Regions from separate parts of the Danio rerio genome. Here region 2 is linked to region 1. A link is a contact called in public Hi-C data. All regions are on one chromosome and are shown on one strand. The core of a region is the stretch at or near the end of the contact, and the rest is flanking DNA. Distances in the headings are between cores, read along the strand shown. Region 1 has its middle 44 kb from the start of mfsd12a. Region 2 overlaps LOC103910044 (a long non-coding RNA gene).

Evidence for each region. A called contact is a pair of places that touch in the nucleus more often than the background predicts.
Region 2: a contact with region 1 is called in a Hi-C map of an unstated tissue, with 1.7 times the contacts expected there. The contact joins two enhancer-like sites. A contact is called at or near these places in 7 of 18 Hi-C or Micro-C datasets (caudal fin, embryo, fibroblasts and 2 more) and 1 of 4 datasets of contacts at active chromatin or transcription factors (caudal fin).

What each region holds. Positions count from the first base shown.
Region 1 is chr2:26,452,557-26,456,857 of GRCz12tu, reverse strand. It overlaps the pseudogene LOC561897. Among named protein-coding and RNA genes, the nearest start is that of mfsd12a, 44 kb to the right of the region's middle. Within about 2 kb of position 1,522, at least 4 of the 62 cell types and tissues checked have an H3K27ac peak or open chromatin away from gene starts, as enhancers often do.
Region 2 is chr2:26,487,680-26,491,993 of GRCz12tu, reverse strand. It overlaps LOC103910044 (a long non-coding RNA gene), which reads right to left. Exons shown (of 6, transcript XR_012391676.1): 2 at 2,527-2,585; 3 at 2,267-2,414. Among named protein-coding and RNA genes, the nearest start is that of prrx1a, 12 kb to the left of the region's middle. Within about 2 kb of position 2,368, at least 18 of the 62 cell types and tissues checked have an H3K27ac peak or open chromatin away from gene starts, as enhancers often do.

The sequences.
Region 1 (4,301 bases), core at 273-2,772:
GGGAAACCACCTGGAGGAAACCCACGCGAACACGTAAAGAACATGCAAAATCCACACAGAAATGCTAATTGGTCCATCTTCTTGCTGTGAGGCGACAACCTGCTTGTAGTAAAAAGTTTTACCTGTAGTAATTTTGTACCTGTAGAATGAAGTATTACATTCATTTGGAGAAACCTTGTGTTATAGACATCCACTCTTTTATCACATCATTCACCCTCAGCCAGCTCACCACAATAACACATAAATCTGGCAGTCAACTGGAGCTTATTTATGCAAGACATTGCATTTCACAAATTGTCACCACTAAATATTGCAAATATAAGTAAACAGAAATAATGTACAGTATAGTTTATAAAGTCATGGTGCAGTGAAAAAATTATTAATTATGTATTATTAATTATATGACTCCCATGAACTTGGAGGACTGCCTCCATACATCTTACAATACAATACAATGACTCAAATAACTCATTAATAAAGTCATGTCGAGTGGCAAAGAAAGCACTCTTGCAGGACTCCCAGAGTTCATCAAAATTCTTTGGATTCATCTTCAATGCCTCCTCCATCTTTCCCCACACATGCTCAATAATGTTAATGTCTGGAGACTGGGCTGGCCAATCCTGAAGCACCTTCACCTTCTTTGCCCTTAAGAACTTTTATGTGGAGGCTGAAGTAGAGACGGAGTGCTATCCTGCTGAAGAACTTGCCCTCTCTTGTGGTTTATAATGCAATGGGCAGCACAAATGTCTTGATACCTCAGGCTGTTGATGTTGCCATGCACTATGTAACCCCAAACTATGATTTTTCCTTCACCAAACTTGACAGATTTCTGTGAGAATCTTGGGTCCATGTGGGTTCCAGTAGGTCTTCTGCAGCAATTTGTGATGATTGGGATGCAGTTCAACAGATTATTCATCTGAAAAATCTACCTTCTGACACTTTTACAAATAAACCCAAATGAAGTTATTATTTGTTGCTCTTGCAACTGGGATCGATGACAAGACTTTTGTCAGGTAGTGCACATAATACATGTGTTATTTAAGAAAGGACCAATACAAGGATTGTATATGTAAATGGAACTTTTGTCAGTACACAATTTATTTAGACCAGCTTTTTCTTCTTCTGAATCACAACCTTTAAATGTAATTAAAATGGTTGCCTCTTTAATTTCTGTTGGTTTCAAAATATATATTTAGTTGTGTTTGCTTCATGCAGCTTTGTACTGGTGGCTATGAGGCTATTCACGTATCACATCTAAAACCGTGTGGAAAGTCAAAGATGTTGGTAAGTCAAACACCATATACTGCGTGCAAATTTGCATTGAGCTGCTCTTTAGCCCAAATGAACTGTACTGTTCATTCTCTAATGCTTTAAAGGAAACTCCCTGTTTCCCTGAGTGAAGGAAACAACAGTACACTAAAACTGCAGGAGAAGGAAAACAGGTCTGAGCGGAAGACGGCATGAGAGAGTTTTTCTAACAAAGTAGCCACACCATAAATCCTCAGAGCGGCTTATGGAAGGAAGTAGTGATATTATACATATGTCCCAGAGGCTTTGCACCTTCCTCCCCAGGCTGATTAAGAGGCCTCATTCATAAAGGCCAGAAACAGGCCCGCTATTGTGCTGCCTTATCATAATTCATCCATATATTCAATTCAATCAGCCCCCTGCTGCTGCTCAAAATTACCTCTGATTTATACACTTAATTATGAACCAGAGAACAGCACTGTCATGAAAGGAAAACTAGCATATTATTATTACGTCGAGTTTGATTTGAGAAATGAAAGACATCAAGTGATTCATCCATTTTGATGAACCTGGTTTGAGTTTATGATTTATCACCTTATATATACATTCAACTTTTGTTTAACAAATTACAGATTGTTCAATGCAGGGGTTCCCAAACTTTTCAGCCCGCGACTCCCAAAATGACAATGCCAGTGACTCGTGACCCCCAATATTCTCTGAGGTGGTGGTTATAAATACAGAAACCTTGTATGCAATGATGCACACACACACACCAATAGACCTAAGTCTATTCTTTGTTTTTTTTATGTATGTCAGTGCTGTAAATGGGCTAGAAAGTTTAACCTGATGTTACAAAATCAATCTGCTGCATCTGACAGTATTGCTGTGTCTTTAGTATAATGCAATTACCAGAGAAGTCGCAATCCAATAGAACTATTAACTATAAGCAACTATAGTAACTATATAGTTTATAGTAACTATAAACGACTATTTATTTCTCTTCAGTAGGTTATTGATAAAATACAGTAAGTCTTAAGGTTTAATGAAAAATAATTTATTTTTGAAAATCACCAGGCGACCCCCCTTTATTGACCCGCGACCCCTCTGGGGGTCCCGACCCCCACTTTGAGAACCTCTGGTTCAATGAACAAAATGAATCTTTTTCAGAAAAAAAATATTGTTATTAAAATTAAAAAGCTCTGAGTTATAAAAATAATAGTTGAAGTTTTTGTTTGTCAGTGATATTCATTCATTCATTTTCCTTCAGCCTAATCTCTATTTCAGAGGTCGCCACAACGGAATGAACCACCAACTATTTTAGCATATGTTTTACAAAGTGGTTGCCCTTCCAGCTGCAACCCAGTATTTGGAAACACCCATACAGACTTATTCACTCACTCATAAACTATGGGCAATTTAGTTTATTCAATTCACCTATCCACCTTATTCTTAGAGTACGAGCGGGCGCAGCCATTTGAATCTTTTTGGCTTGAGACTATCGGTCTCATTCACTTCCATTCGTTTTTAGACATTAAAAACAGCTTGTTTTTGCTTGATGTTGCAAACTGATATTTTCTTATTATATGATTCTGCTTTGTCTGTATAGTCATGAAAACACTTGTTTGTAGAGCAAGTTTGACCGTTTTCTGCCGTTTATTATTCCTAGTAATTTCTCTCATATGGAGCTGAATCGGAAGTTCTAAAACAATCCCAAAAAGGAGCACACTTCCGCATTGAAGAATACGGTCAATACCGCATATGTTTGGACTGTTGGAGAAACTGGAGCAAACCCACGCGAACACACAAACTACACAGAAATGCCAACTGTTCTAGTCGGGACTTGAACCAGCAACCTTCTTGTTGTGAGTCGACAGTGCTAACCACTAAGCCACTGTGCCACCCTAGTCCATGTGATCCTTTGCTGTAGACTTTTATTACAGAACGATGGAATGTTAAAAAGGGGCAGGGTTTATTTTTGCACTCCTCTTATTGACCTTATTCTTCAATGCAGAAGTGTGCTCGTTTTTGGGATTGTTTTAGAATTTCCGATTTAGCTCCCTATGGGAGAAATGACTAGGAGTAATAAACAGCAGAAATGGTCAAACTTCTTGTGTTTATGACTATACAGACAAAGTAGAATAATATAATAAGAAAATATCAGTTTGCAACATCAAGCAGCAAAACATGCTGTTTTTAATATATAGAAACTAATAGAAGTGAATGAGACCCGAAGTGTCGAGTCAAAAAGATTCAAATGGCTGCGCCCGCTCGTACACAGAAAATAAAGTGATTAATTTTTCACTTGCAGTAAACTAATAGTTGTAGGGGCGTTGCTAAGCATATTTAGATTTTGATTTTTGATTGAGAATGTTTGATTAATAAAAATTTTGTAATACAGAAAAATGATGCACTCAGTAAGGTTTATTTATTAAAAATTTTGTAAATACAATTTAATTTTATGATTTTTTTATTGATATACTTTCTTGGGAACAATATTCATATGTTTTAGTATTCTCCTGTATTTTTCTATATTTTTTGTTATTTCATATTTTGGTATAATAATAGCATAATATATAATTTATATAATATAGAAATATTTATTTATTTTATATATATATATATATATATATATATATATATATATATATATATATATATATATATATATATATAATTATTAATGAAGAGTTTAAGCAAAAAACAGAAATTAAATGAATTATAAAGCAACGTCAGCAAGGATACATTCAAAACAAAATAAATGTTATATAGTATTTAGTATGGAATAGAATTTAGTATGAAACATTTTCAGCAAAATGTTTCATTAGAAATGTATAGTTTTATTTTATAAAGTTTTATTTAGAAAAATGATGTACTGTTCTTTTGAACTTTTGCGCTGCAAAAAGGATGCAGCTATCAAAATTGTTAAAAATACATGTTTCTTGAGCATAATTTCTGAAGACTGAAGCGATTAAAGTTCAGGTTTGACTACAGTCATTTTAACATTTTACAATATTACAACATTAAAATGTTGGGTTTCACAAAAATCTTTCATG
Region 2 (4,314 bases), core at 1,119-3,618, 34 kb before region 1:
TCCAAACACTTCAAGTGCTGTTGTTCTTCCCCTGCCAGCTATCGCTCCATTAAAGTGTGTGTGTATATTTGCTTTGGATTTGAAAACGTTTTAAAGGTTGAAGAGAGAGAGGAAAAAAAAAAATTTGGCTGACAGAATCATTTCTGAAAAACAGCCTCTGCCATTTTATTACCTGATGATGGAGACTTTGGTGTCACACGCTGAACTTTAGTTTCTTTAAAGGGCCGACGCTGGTAAATTTTTTTGTTGAACGGGAATGTTTACTTTCAAAACAGTCTGTTTATGGCACAGGAAGCGATCGTTTGAGTTTAAGTGGCCGCGAGCTGTTTTTGAATGGCTGACACTGGCTTGTTTATGTACCTGATGGCTCCCTTGGTCGGCTGATTACATGTGACCTCAGGTGACCTCACAGACAGTCCATTGGAGGAAGGGGGAGCCGGTGAGTTGTTTTTCTTTTCATCTGTCTTTCAGCTCCATGAAAGAAATCTGTCAGCTGTCGTCGCTGTAATGCAGCTCTTTAAATATCGCCTAGTGGTTTGTTTATGTCATGTTTCGCAGATTGAGACTCTCAAGCACAATTATTTTTCTTTTTCTTCAATTTGTCAAAACATTAGGAATATGATCAATTTCACATAGGATATTGGCTGAAAATTAATTATTATTGGTAGTATTAATAAAATTAGTTGTTATTTGGCTATTTATACGTGCATTTTCTTTATTTTACCATTTTGATTATTGTTTCAGTCTAACTCTCACTTAAAGTAAGTCATTCACTTACAGTTGTTTTCAATGCTTTTTGAGGCCTGTAAGTTTTTTTTTAAAATACAAAAATATTTAGACATTTTAAAAAGTACAGTTGAAGTCAGAATTATTAGCCCCCCTGAAAAATTAGCACCCTGTTTATTTTCCCCCAATTTCTGCTTAACGGAGAAAAGATTTTTTCAACATATTTTTAAACATAATAATTTTAATTACTCATTTCTAATAACTATATTATTTTATATTTGCCATGATGACAGTAAATAATATTTGACTAGATATTTTTCAAGACACTTCTATACAGCTTAAAGTCACATTTAAAGGCTTAACTAGGTTAATTAGTTTAACTAGGTAGGTTAGGCTAATTAGGCAAGTTATTGTATAACGATGGTTTGTAGACTATCGAACAACAGTATAGCTTAAAGGGGCTAAAAAATTTCCTTAAAATTAATTTATAAAAATTTTTAACTGCTCTTATTCTTATCAAGATAAAACAAATAATAATTTCTCCAGAAGAAAAAATATTATCAGACATTACTGTGAAAATATCCTTGCTCTGTTTAATATCATTTGGGAAATATTTAAGAAAGAAACAAATTCAAAGGGGGCCAATAATTTTGACTTCAACTGTATATAAATTACAGAAAAATTATAACAGCCTCTGTAAAAAATATTAAGCAGCACAAATAATAAAAATAAACGCTGATAATAATGAGAATAACTTTAGTCAGAAGACAATGTTGTTTGATACCAAACAAATGGCTGCCTTGTGCTTTCCAAAAGCAGTTGGCTTCGGCCTCTTTCATCCAATCCAATAAGTCTGGATTTGGACCATCCCTGATTGCTTGACCTTTAGTGGTTAAGGACAAGAATTGTGTTTTTCAACAATCCAACTCTGAGCTGTTTCTTAAATGATGCATCTATATTAAAATTCCAGTCATTATTCCAATTGTGATGCCTTTAATGTGGCTTCTCCCCACAAGCTGGGCTCGTTCCATCCAATTTACGGCGGAATCTTTATGATCCAAGCAGTTCATGAGTCAAACCCTTTCCAAACACAGCCAGCCTCTGAGGACCTGCAATATACGGGATGTTCACTTTGGAGAGGGAGCCATTTCCTATTTCGACAGTTTTTTTAAAACCATTTTTTTTAACATAACCCTCTTTGAACCATTTATATCAAGGTCGATGGGCCTTGAACGGTTTCTTAACAAAGTGAGTCTCTGGATGGAGGGATTTTTAATGACACATGCGAAAACCTGGACAGAATCATTACTGTCCTCACGCCAACATCAACCAAACACCTAAGAATGAACATATGACAAAACATGTAAGTATGTTCTCAGATGGGACGCTATGCGTATATATCTTTATTCGCACTTTTGATTTCATAAAAAAACAAAAAAGTTCTGCATGTGAGAGATGTGTGAGGAAGCCACAAAAAAAAGAAAGAACAAACAAGTTTCATGTTGTCTCCTCCGTCCCCCTGCCCAGGCGTCCATCTTACCTTTCACAGCCGGGACTCGCTGACCCCAAGTGCTTCCAGATGTCGTCCAGATCTGACCCGAGCCCCGATCATACGTCCCTCCTCAGCCGCGAGCCCACTGACAGAGGCTCCCCGTGGACACACAGCTCACCCCCATCAACCTCCACATCTGGAGCCCATTAGCAAGGAGACAGTCAGGGAGAGAGAGAGAAAATGGGGTGGGGGTTCAGTTAAACTAGCATTGGCTGGAATTGCAGTTTGATCTTTACTCAAGTCGTTACCTTTAAAAACGAGACACTTCTCTTATGTGTTGCTTCTTCTAGAAAACATCGGGTATTAACTTGATAAAACGAAGGAAACAAAAGATAGTTATTTAACTTAATGTAATTTTCCCTTGATAAAATGATAATGTTTGACAAATGTTGAATGTGATGTTTAGATGAATTAAAATGGCCGTCATTTTAATAATAAACAAACAGTAAGAATGCTACAGTAAAAATTTATAAACTGTAGCTTTAACAGTACAGTTTACTTAGTACAGTGCAGTGTTTCTTCTAGGATTTTTTCCATCTGTGGCAGCAGGCCTTTTTTTTACACAGATCTACCAACTATCTATGGCGTTATTATTTCAATGTCAAATGTCGTGACTGCAGTATTACAAGTCAAGATCGCATTTATGTTATAGCCTAGAGCATGCGGATCTCTTTGCTTGCACGCTTTTTCCTCTACTTGTGCACAAAACTTCCGAACACTTCCGAAACACTAGCTGGCAGTAGGTTTTCATATTCCTCTGTGTCGTGTTTCTTTGTAAGTGTTATGTTTTTCTAAATGCTACCTTAACAGCTAGTAGCTAAAACTCGCTTATTCTGAGGCGGGAACCAGTGGACGTGCAACAATTTTAAGGTAAACAAAAAACGTTCCACCTGGACCTCCTTCACAGGACTTGACACTTGTAAACACTTGCTCCAACGCGTTTTCGTGGCTCTTGGTCCCGCCCACACACATCAGAGCTAACAAGCCGACAAATCACAGAGCTTGCGCTACGTGTCGTTGCAACGTGTAGTTACGTTTTTTAAGAGGTGCGCAGTGTAAATGAAATTAAGAGGTGAAGTATAAATCAGCCTTTTATTCATACAAAAATCATGCTAACACCATGCTTAGTTGTGTTAGAAACATGCTAAATCATGTTGGAACCATGCTAACAACATGCTAATTCATAATAGAAAACATGCTAGCAACATGCTAATTTATGCTAAACATGCTTATTTATGTCGGAATCATGTTAACAACATGGGGATCAATGTTAAACCATGCTAACAACATGTTTATTTATGTCGGAATTATGTTAACAACATGGAAATCAATGTTAAAAACATGCTAACAACATGTTTAATTATGTCGGAATCATGTTAACAACATGGGAATCAATGTTAAAAACATGCTAATAACATGGTAATTCATGCTAGAATAATGCTAGTTACATGTTAATTCATACAATGATCATGCTAATACCATGCTAATTTGTGCTAGAAACATTGATTACATTGTTGACTGCATGGATTGTAAACATTCTTTTAGCCAACTTGATACTTTTTCAAACTAAATAAATTACTTAAAACAGGCTTTCTCAAGCCACCATAAAGTTTGACCTCAAACTTTAACTAATTTATGCTGGTATCATGCTATTACCAACCACAGACACAGGGATCAACGTTAAAGCTTTCTACTGACTTGCTTCAGTCTTTAAAGTGGTTACATTGTTGACTGCAGGGATTTTAAACATTTTTAGCTAACTTGATACTTTTTCAAACTTAATAAACTACTTAAAATAGGCCTTCTCATGTCACCATGCACAACATGCTAATCAATGGTAGAAACATGCTAATAACATGGTAGTTTATGCTAGAATAATGCTAGTTACATGTTAATTCATACAAAAATCATGCTAATAATACCTATTCTACTTTGTGTTAGAAACATGCTAATTTATGCTGTAACCATGTAAACTACATGCTAATTCATGATACAAACATGCAAGCAACATGCAAATTTATGCTAGAAACAAGCTA